Regions from separate parts of the Mus musculus genome. Here region 1 is linked to region 2. A link is a contact called in public HiChIP or PLAC-seq data. All regions are on one chromosome and are shown on one strand. The core of a region is the stretch at or near the end of the contact, and the rest is flanking DNA. Distances in the headings are between cores, read along the strand shown.

The links. HiChIP or PLAC-seq counts read pairs in DNA pulled down with a chosen protein or histone mark.
Region 1: an H3K4me3 HiChIP or PLAC-seq map of the SCID.adh cell line shows a contact between it and region 2, with 11 read pairs. The contact joins two enhancer-like sites. A contact is called at or near these places in 2 of 484 Hi-C or Micro-C datasets (granulosa cells and nephron progenitors), 1 of 115 datasets of contacts at active chromatin or transcription factors (the SCID.adh cell line) and 1 of 9 other capture datasets (embryonic stem cells).

What each region holds. Positions count from the first base shown.
Region 1 is chr1:190,793,220-190,797,650 of GRCm38.p6, reverse strand. All of the region lies in intron 12 of Rps6kc1 (ribosomal protein S6 kinase polypeptide 1), which reads left to right. Among named protein-coding and RNA genes, the nearest start is that of Gm51740, 25 kb to the left of the region's middle. Within about 2 kb of position 2,385, at least 13 of the 459 cell types and tissues checked have an H3K27ac peak or open chromatin away from gene starts, as enhancers often do. A contact at or near this core is called in the SCID.adh cell line, where this site is marked.
Region 2 is chr1:190,531,244-190,535,430 of GRCm38.p6, reverse strand. No RefSeq gene overlaps it. Among named protein-coding and RNA genes, the nearest start is that of Gm30932, 61 kb to the left of the region's middle. Within about 2 kb of position 2,275, at least 47 of the 459 cell types and tissues checked have an H3K27ac peak or open chromatin away from gene starts, as enhancers often do. A contact at or near this core is called in the SCID.adh cell line, where this site is marked.

The sequences.
Region 1 (4,431 bases), core at 1,136-3,635, 260 kb before region 2:
AGAGCTGAGTGTCGTGCGTGCATGCTTCTCTCCGAAGCAGTGGCTGTGGGGCTGTTTGCCATCTGAGCACTCACAGGCCGGTTCTCCTTTAGCATATGAGCCTTTTGACATGATGGAATAAAACTATCCCACACAAACCCTCAGTTTCACTCACTGAGTTTATCAGTTTCCAAGTGTACTGTTCCAGGTTAACAATTAATTCCAAGTAACAGTTTTCCATGTTCACCAGTTTCCAAGTCCAGGCTCCAGGAATGCCATTCCTCACATTTGACCAGCAGGTGGCAGTATACCATTAATGGATTCTTCGATTTCTGCAGTCCCCTTCCAGGTTGTCCTTCATAGTGTTTGGGGGAAAAAAAATCCAGCCAAACTGTAGTCTAAAGAGAGGCTTTGTTGTGATTGTTTGTATGAAAGAATTGCACCTTCCAGCTGCTTAACTGCTCTGTGCATGAGCCACGGGGGTTGTTCCTCCAACCCTTGGGCAGATCAACTTTAGCGACAAGGAGAAACCCAGAAAAGTAGATGCCTCCTTCTTGTTAACAGGACCTCAAACCTATAGAGGCAGAGCCTGCACCTCGGAATCCTAGAGGGGTTGGAGCCTCAAGCTGCAGCACATCCCTAAAAACCAAAAGGCTCTCCTGTGAGTAGGTAGTCTCCCTTGTCAGTGGCCGAGAGCAGTGGCAATGGGCCAGCATTCCAGTGCACAGTGACCACAGCAGAAGGTAAAGAGAGTCCCTGGCAGCAATTTCTCTCTCCCACATTCGGCCCTCCCCCTAACTCTGACCTGAGTCCCGCTGAGATAGTCACTAAAGCCAAAGCTCTGCTGCCTGGTTAGAAAGGAAAGTCCAGAGGGTGCTGAGGGGAGCTCTGCCCTCTGTTTATCCAGTGTGGCCTGCCCCTGCCCTCCTCCCTCCCGGGATCCTTATCAGCTGTTTGTTCAAAAACCATCACCCACCTGCCTGTACTTTATACTATCACCGCATCCTTTTATCTTGTGGATGATGTGCCTTGATATTTTGAGAAAAATTTCCAGTAACAGATTCGATTTACATGGACAGAAACTTGAGCAAACGCCAGACTAGCAGGGGGGCTATTATTCTGTTCTATAAATAAGTTTAGACCAGAAAACACTCACAGAAACCTGGGAATCAACATGTTTGGGTCTAATTGAGGGGAAAAGCAAGATAGATAAATTTTGAAATGCAAATGATCACCTTCTGTTGTTTAAGAATTGCTTCTGCCAACTTTGTGATCTTGGATTTAAAGCCACAGACCTCCAGCCATGTCTACGAAGGCTCACAAGTTCCTGCAAAAAAAACTAAGAACTTGAAAAAAAAAATCGCCTTTTATGTTAAAGCAAAGAGATCCAGCGATACAAAGACAAAACCCATGGAGCTCTGTCTGTCTGTGCCTGTGAAAAAGCCGGCCCTTAAATGGCTACAGCTGCGGCTCTATCAAGAGGATCTTGAGAATACGAATTTACAGAGCAGACTTAGCCCTCTTCTCAAAGTTGGACTTTTCGGGTTCGTTTCGTATCTTTGGATTATCTAGCAAGGTTTTTATTAAATAAACCTCACTCATGGCAAACGGCTTCCTTTCATACTGCATACAAACAGAATGGCGGGGAGAAAGAGGAAAGCAGGGCCGCAGTGGGCCAGGTAGGCAGAGGGTATGCAGCACTGAGTAGGTCTGCAGCACTGTCCTCTCTCGGGCACACCCTCAGGAGCTCCTGGATGCACTAGGACAGGTAGTGATCAGAAGCCAGGGTGCCGCTCACTTTTCTCTTGAGCACATGCTCGTGGTAATTTGAATTTTATTTCCAATGCTATAGAAACCAGAGCTTCACCAAGTTTTTGACCCAAGGATTTGAAATATTTCTCCACTTAGTAGCATAGAATAAATTTTGCTACAACATTTTTAGTGTTATAGAAAAATAAAATACAATGTCAGGGACTGTAGTTAATGTTTTCATAGCAGTATCTTTTACCATCAAAGGCAGCTAGAAATAAAACTTATACTCTTAACCATGTGACATACAAAGACTGATTGAAAATTCAGTGTACAGGCTAGCTCAGGCGAACAGAATCGGATCCAGCTTGGTTATCAAGCTAATGCCCTCACCCACACGCCTGTTTCCTGTGTCTCTGACACTGTGACTTTCAACCCCATTATGAACCCTTAATTTTAAAAACTTGAAATTTACATTGGTCTTTCTCACTGACTAGTTATCAGCCTGGAGTTTTATAGGTGAGTGTGCATGAATTGAAGAGGACCGACACACTTTCCTCTGCAGCCGCATCTCCACGCTCCCAGATGTCAAATGACAGCTTTGCTTCCTCTGTTAGGCGATTTCACACTTGAAAACAGCTCACAGCTGACAGTGAAAAGTGAAACAGCATTCAGTCTGCAGAATTCAGGGTAGAGCAGGACACTCAATGCCTCCGTCCTGTGCTCCCCAGAGAGTCCCCAGACCGACTAGTCACGCATAATTCATGAATATATTTTGGGGGAGTAGTCTCTCCTGCCCTTCTCCATCACACCCTTCCCCTCCGTTTCTTTCTTAGTAAGTGTGGTACTCAGTAGTGTACTTCAGTGCTTTATATTAGAGCTAGGATTCAACCCAGGGGTGGATTAATATGTGTTGAGACCATCAGACACTTCTTAATTTAGAGATTTCGATGTCATTGAGAATTGCTAGGCCCTTATGGTTTGTCCCAGACATGGCGTTGATGCTTGTGTTGATCTTGGACAAATTATTTAAGATTTTTCAGGCCTCCTTTTCATAGTAGTAAGTAGATTGTTGAATAGAAATAAGATCACCTATGTCAATCATACAACACATTTCTTATACAAAAATTGGTCAGAACTGAAGTTCATCAAGCACAGAATTCCACCGAAGAGTTGAGTTCAAGGAATTATTTTACTTGGAAGACTCTTAAAGTATATTTTCATACATTTGTAGAGTTTTTATAAAAACTATAAAGTATGGGCATGAGGGATTTATTGAAAAAATTCATTTAGAGGAGGAAGCAAGACACTTTAGAATACACCAAAAATTCCCAACAGGAATAATAAGGATGAAAGAAGCGAGGTTTATTTAAATATGAGCATTTAAGAGTTGTAGAGTGATTTCAGCAAACAGGAACAAAATAAATAAAGCTGTGTATTTAGAAATTATGAGGACATAGTCAGGAAATGGGACTGTGGTCTTAGGGCAGGCTTTTCCTCTTCTGGAGAAAGTAATGGAAGGCACGGCTGAGTTTAAAGCTAATTTGAGAAGGGTTGCATTTGTGACTTGCTAGAATTTGCCCTTGAGCAAAATGATCAGTAGGTCCCTGGTACATAGGCGTTTTTTTCTGGACTGATCAGCAAGTGTCTTTCATCTTTTGCCTCCAGTTTTTGCTGCAAAGCCAATCTGTTTCTTTCAAGGGGAGTAAACTGTCCAGTTTCCAGAAAAGAGCCGGGGTTTCACACTTGCACTCCACTACCTGCCGAAGCGAAAAGGGTGTCAAGTCTTCAGAAGTCTTTCCTGTCAGGCAGGGAAGCCTGTCTGCCACCCAGGAGAGGGAAGAATGGATGTGGAAGGGCTTGAGGGTCTCCTGCCCTGGGGTCAGAAGGACCTGGGAGCCTCACACGTACCCTAACTTGGCCTGACACCTTAACCAAGCTGAATGTTTTGAGGTCACATTTCTCGTACTGGCCACAGAGTGGGAACAGAGAGTGAGATGGTGGGCACTGAATAACTTAGCTCCTGCCATTTAGTATCTTAGAGCTGTATATGTCCGGGCCCCGTAAGAGAAGAAACTCGTCAGCTCCTAGAAGTAAAGCACGTGCAAGGATGGTCAGTAGTCCAGTAGCTCACGAAGGAGAGGCGAAGCACAGCTTCACTCTCCGTAGTCTTCCTCACGGCCTGGCATTCAGCGAAAGGGCAGCGTCAGCCTCAGGAACTGCTGGAACTAACAGGCAGCAGGCTTACTTTGGCTCTTAGCTTTGGAGGTTCTAGTTCAGGCTCAGTTGGAGCAGTTGCTGTATAGCACTCAGGAGTGGGTGGGGCCAGGAATTCTCTTCATACCTGGGTCCTAAGATCCTCCTCAATACGTACATGTCCCCAATGACCTAAAGACCTTTCACCAGGCCCCAGCTCTTTTTTTTTTTTTAAAGATTTATTTATATGAGTACACTGTAGCTGTCTTCAGACACAGCAGAAGAGGGCATCGGATCTCATTACAGATGGTTGTGAGCCACCATGTGGTTTCTGGGAATCGAACTCAGGACCTTTGAAAGAGCAGTCAGTGCCCTTAACTGCTGAGCCATCTCTCCAGCCCCAAGGCCCCAGCTCTTAAACATTCCTTGGCTTCCTGTAGTGCCAAGCTGGGGACAAGCCCTTTGGCATTCAGACCCTTGCGGACTTTAATACCTAGACGTTGGACC
Region 2 (4,187 bases), core at 1,026-3,525:
TAAAGACGTGGCCTTCATAAGCTAACATTAAATAGAAGCAATTGCTCATCTCTACCTTTACCTGTACAATAGAAGGCTCTTCTGAGTGACATTTAAAGGGGTTTTATGGGAATTATTTTGATTTGATTCAGCCAGGTGTGTGTGTGTGTGTGTTCTTTTTTTTATATTTTTGACAGGATCTCATATATGCTAGATTGGCCTACAACTTACTATACAGCTCAGGGTGACCTTGAAATACTGATCTGTGTGCACTGTCCTAAGTGTTGAGATTGCAGGCATGCATGTGATGTCACACGGTTTTATTGGGTTTACAGACATGTACTATCACACAGTTTCATTTGGGGTTGTACGTTGAACCCAGAGCTTTGTACATGCTAGGTAAGCCCTCCACCGCCTGAGCTAGACCTTGGCCCCTCATCTGGTACTGCCATGAATCTTATGGAAAAGGGCCAGTCTGAAGGGGACAGCGAATGTCGCTGTTGCTCTCGGTGGGGGAGGGGCTGGAATAGGTCACTGAAAGCCTGGAGGGCCCGAGGGTGCTAGGAAAGCTCCACTCTGAAGATGTCCTGAGCACAGGAAAGCTGCACTCTGCAGATGTCTTAAGCAGTGAACTTTGCTATGCAGGGAGGAGCCAAGGACTGGCTTTCAGTGTGAAGACTTGACTCTAGGGCACAGGGACAGGGCAGCGCAAGGCAGGGCAGGAGCAAGCTTCAGCAGGGCCCCCGGCTCTCTGAAGGAGGTTTAATATCAAGAGCCTCCTACCTGTTCAGAATCTTCATGTTTCTTTAGACTGTTGCTCACCAGATCATACTCATTGGCCAGTAGTGAAGAGGCCAGAATCACAGATGCTAATGTCCTAAAGTGCCACACTGCTTTTTCTTGGGCCTAGGACACAGCAGAGCCATTGGCACATTTAGGAGACATAAACCGGGGAATACCACTTCAGGTCATCTCTGGAATCTCAGGTCAGAGAACAGGGTAAACATCTCGGTCCCCTGACAATCTTAAGATGCAGATTTGGATCAGGCTTGTCTGGCAAAGCCAGACATCCACCAGCCTCCGAAGCAGGGCTGCAGGGGCCCTGTCTCCCCAGAGGCTGAGAACCTCTGACTTCCCCGACTCTAGGCCTCTTATTGATTTCTCTTGATGTGGGTAACGTCCATCATGCAGCTGGACCATGGGGCAGGTTCACCAGACAGGTGGCCCAGTGGGGACAGCCAAGGCTTCCACAGGCTCCAGAGGCTAAGCCCTAAGATTGGAGTCATGAGTCTGTCCCTGACTGATCCCCACACTAGCACTTCAGAAGGACTTGTTGACTGAATATGCTAATGTGTCCCTCACACAGGAGGGCCATCCCTAATTTGTAAGGATTTCCTTCCATGCCCAGGAGAGACACCTGCTGATATCCCCCCAGGGTAATATTAACCTAGTGCTTTGTAACAAATCCACACAAGGGAAGCAAGAAATGCAGACTGACAGAAAGAAGCTCCGACCCACCCACTCACTCTCTCTGCTTCTCAGACAGGGAAGTGTTATTATGTCCCAGCTACACTGAAATGAAACACATTTTAAAGATTTTTTTTTTAATAATGGAAAAAGCAGTGACCACAATTTGAACACTAAATTAATTTTTTTTTCAAAAAAAATCAGGAAATAGTTTCATTGTTTGAGTTTAGATTATAATCAAACCATTGATTTAGCCTCATTAAAAAGTGAGTCTTTATCAAAGAAGCAGTGGCCTGGTGATTGAGCAGGGCACAGTGACAACGTAAGTATGTTGGGTAGACACAGGTTTTATGCAGCTTCAGAGCGGTTGTGTTTTTATAAAAAGATAAAGACTGGGATTAGTGGCCTCTATAGGAAGTATAGGGAACACCCCCTCCTTTCCCCAGAGCTTCCATCTTGACAATATTGTGTTGCTTAGGAACTGACAAAACATGTCTGCTTCTGCCTCTGTTTCTCTCCGTCTCTGTATCTCTCTGACTGTCCCATCCCCCAAGCCCCCAGGCCCAGCACTTTGTGACCTGATATTTTTCCAGGCTTGCAGCTGTGAGAGAAACAAAGTGGTTTGGTTAGGTACAGCGTCCCACTCTCAAGCCTGGAACCAAACAGATAAGATGTATGTTAGAATACAACGTTTACTCAGCACCAGCCAGAGGCGTTTGATGTTGCCTGCCCAATGTGGCCCCAGATCTTTGAAGTTCTATGACACATGCTAGGGCTCTGTCAATAAGAAACAGGCCTTTCTTCCTGCTAGCTCACACATCTGCCTCTTGGGAACGCCCCTGTGAAGGCAGGACACAATGGCTCCAGGCTGTTACATCAGTAGCAAGAGGGCAACGGGTAAGAAACAGAAAGTGTTGAAGAAAGCCCCTAAGGACCAGGGATGGGGGCTGCCTGGGAAAAGATGAGGCTGATCCAGGCTCTCTGACCAGAGACTCACCAGGCCAGCCTCTTCCGGAGGCTGTTTACACAGGGCTGCGTAGTCACATGAGATCTGCTCTCTTTATCTGAGGCCCTGGCTCTTACTCAGTGAAAAGGCACATTGGTTTGTAGTGTCTCTCTGCAGTGTCATTTAAACTGCTCCGTAAATGGCTTATTTGTCAAAGAATATTGCTTTTTCCTGGAACAGAACCCAGTGACTGATGGCTGAATCTCCCGGTATCAGAAATGATATCGAGATGGTGCCCTTTGAAGGGACAGAGGTGGGGGCAGGAAGGCCTTTGTTCTTGGAAATGAAAGCATCTAAACAATAGATTATTTGAGGCCCTCAGATGCCAGGCGCTAGGCCCCAGCTCTAGTTTACAAGGGAATTCATCTCTCAGAGTTCCCGGTGCCCCCTCAGTGTGAAGGGCACGACAGAATGCATGCCTATGGGTTCCTTAGGTTTGCCATGTTTACCCGCAAGGTACCTTGATCTCTGTCCAGCATGGGACACCCATGGGGTCAGTGTGAGAGTCCAGTCTTCTCATCCAAGGAAGAGGAAAGACAACTTCTGCCCTCGTTGTCTACCGGAGCCACACCTGAGATGCCACCAACGGCAACTGTAAATGACCTCCCATTGTACACAGAAAATGACATGGGGCCTGGTCAAGGAGGTGGACACAACACACACAGGGTGCTTCATCTCATTCACCCTCAGTTGTCTCTCCATCCAGGCTCTGGGAGGTGACAGTCCCCACTGTGTCCTTTCTGGGAAAGAGGGAAGTGATCAGGGACAAGGAACATGGTGGAAGAGGTGGACTGTGGGGGACAGACAGTGGAGGGATGAGAGGGGGTGGAAGGGACTGTGACGGGTGGACTATGGAGGATGGATAGTGGCGGAGTGGGCTGGACATGGAGCAGATGGAAGTTCCTCCACTGAGCCATCCCTCCAGCCCTGGACCTTCCATCTGCTCCATGTCCAGCCCACTCTGCCACATTTTGAGTGGCTTGGAATAGACCTCGTTTGGGTAAGTGTGTGTGTAGCAGAAGCTAAACCCAGGGTTCAACCCCAAGCCTCGTATAAACCAGACATGGTGGAAAATGCCTGCAATCCTGGCATGGCGAGGAAGCCGTGAGAAGATCAAGAGTTCAGGGTACCCACAGCTACATGCTGTGTTCAGTACCAGTGTGGGCTGTATGAGACCTTGTCTCAAAAAAGGGAAGATGACCTTTGAATGGGGGGGGGGGCGGGGGTGAGGCAGTAAGAGTAAGAGGCACCTAAATTTGAGGTGAATCTTGACTATAGAGTAAGACTCTTAAGAGGAAGAAAGAAAGAAAGAAAGAAAGAAAGAAAGAAAGAAAGAAAGAAAGAAAGAAAGAAAGAAAGGAAGGAAGGAAGGAAGGAAGGAAGGAAGGAAGAAAGAAAGAAAGAAAGAAAGAAAGAAAGAAAGAAAGAAAGAAAGAAAGAAAGAAAGAAAGAAAACAGAGAAAGAAAGGAAATAAGATGGAAATCAGAATGGAACCGGGTGCTGTTTTGACGCCACGTTGCTAGTGTGGGCTACACAGGCAGGCTCTCCATCTGCCCATGCCTGTGTGTTGGTTTGGTTCTCACAGCATTTCTGTGGGTTGAAAATGCAGTAAGAGGAAATGCTCATCCAAGGACGGAAGTGGACTTCAGTCCCAGGATGAGAGGACTTGGTTGCAATTTTGTTTGATTGTTGCGATTTTGCATTGTCAAAAAAAAAAAAAAAAAAAAAAAGGAA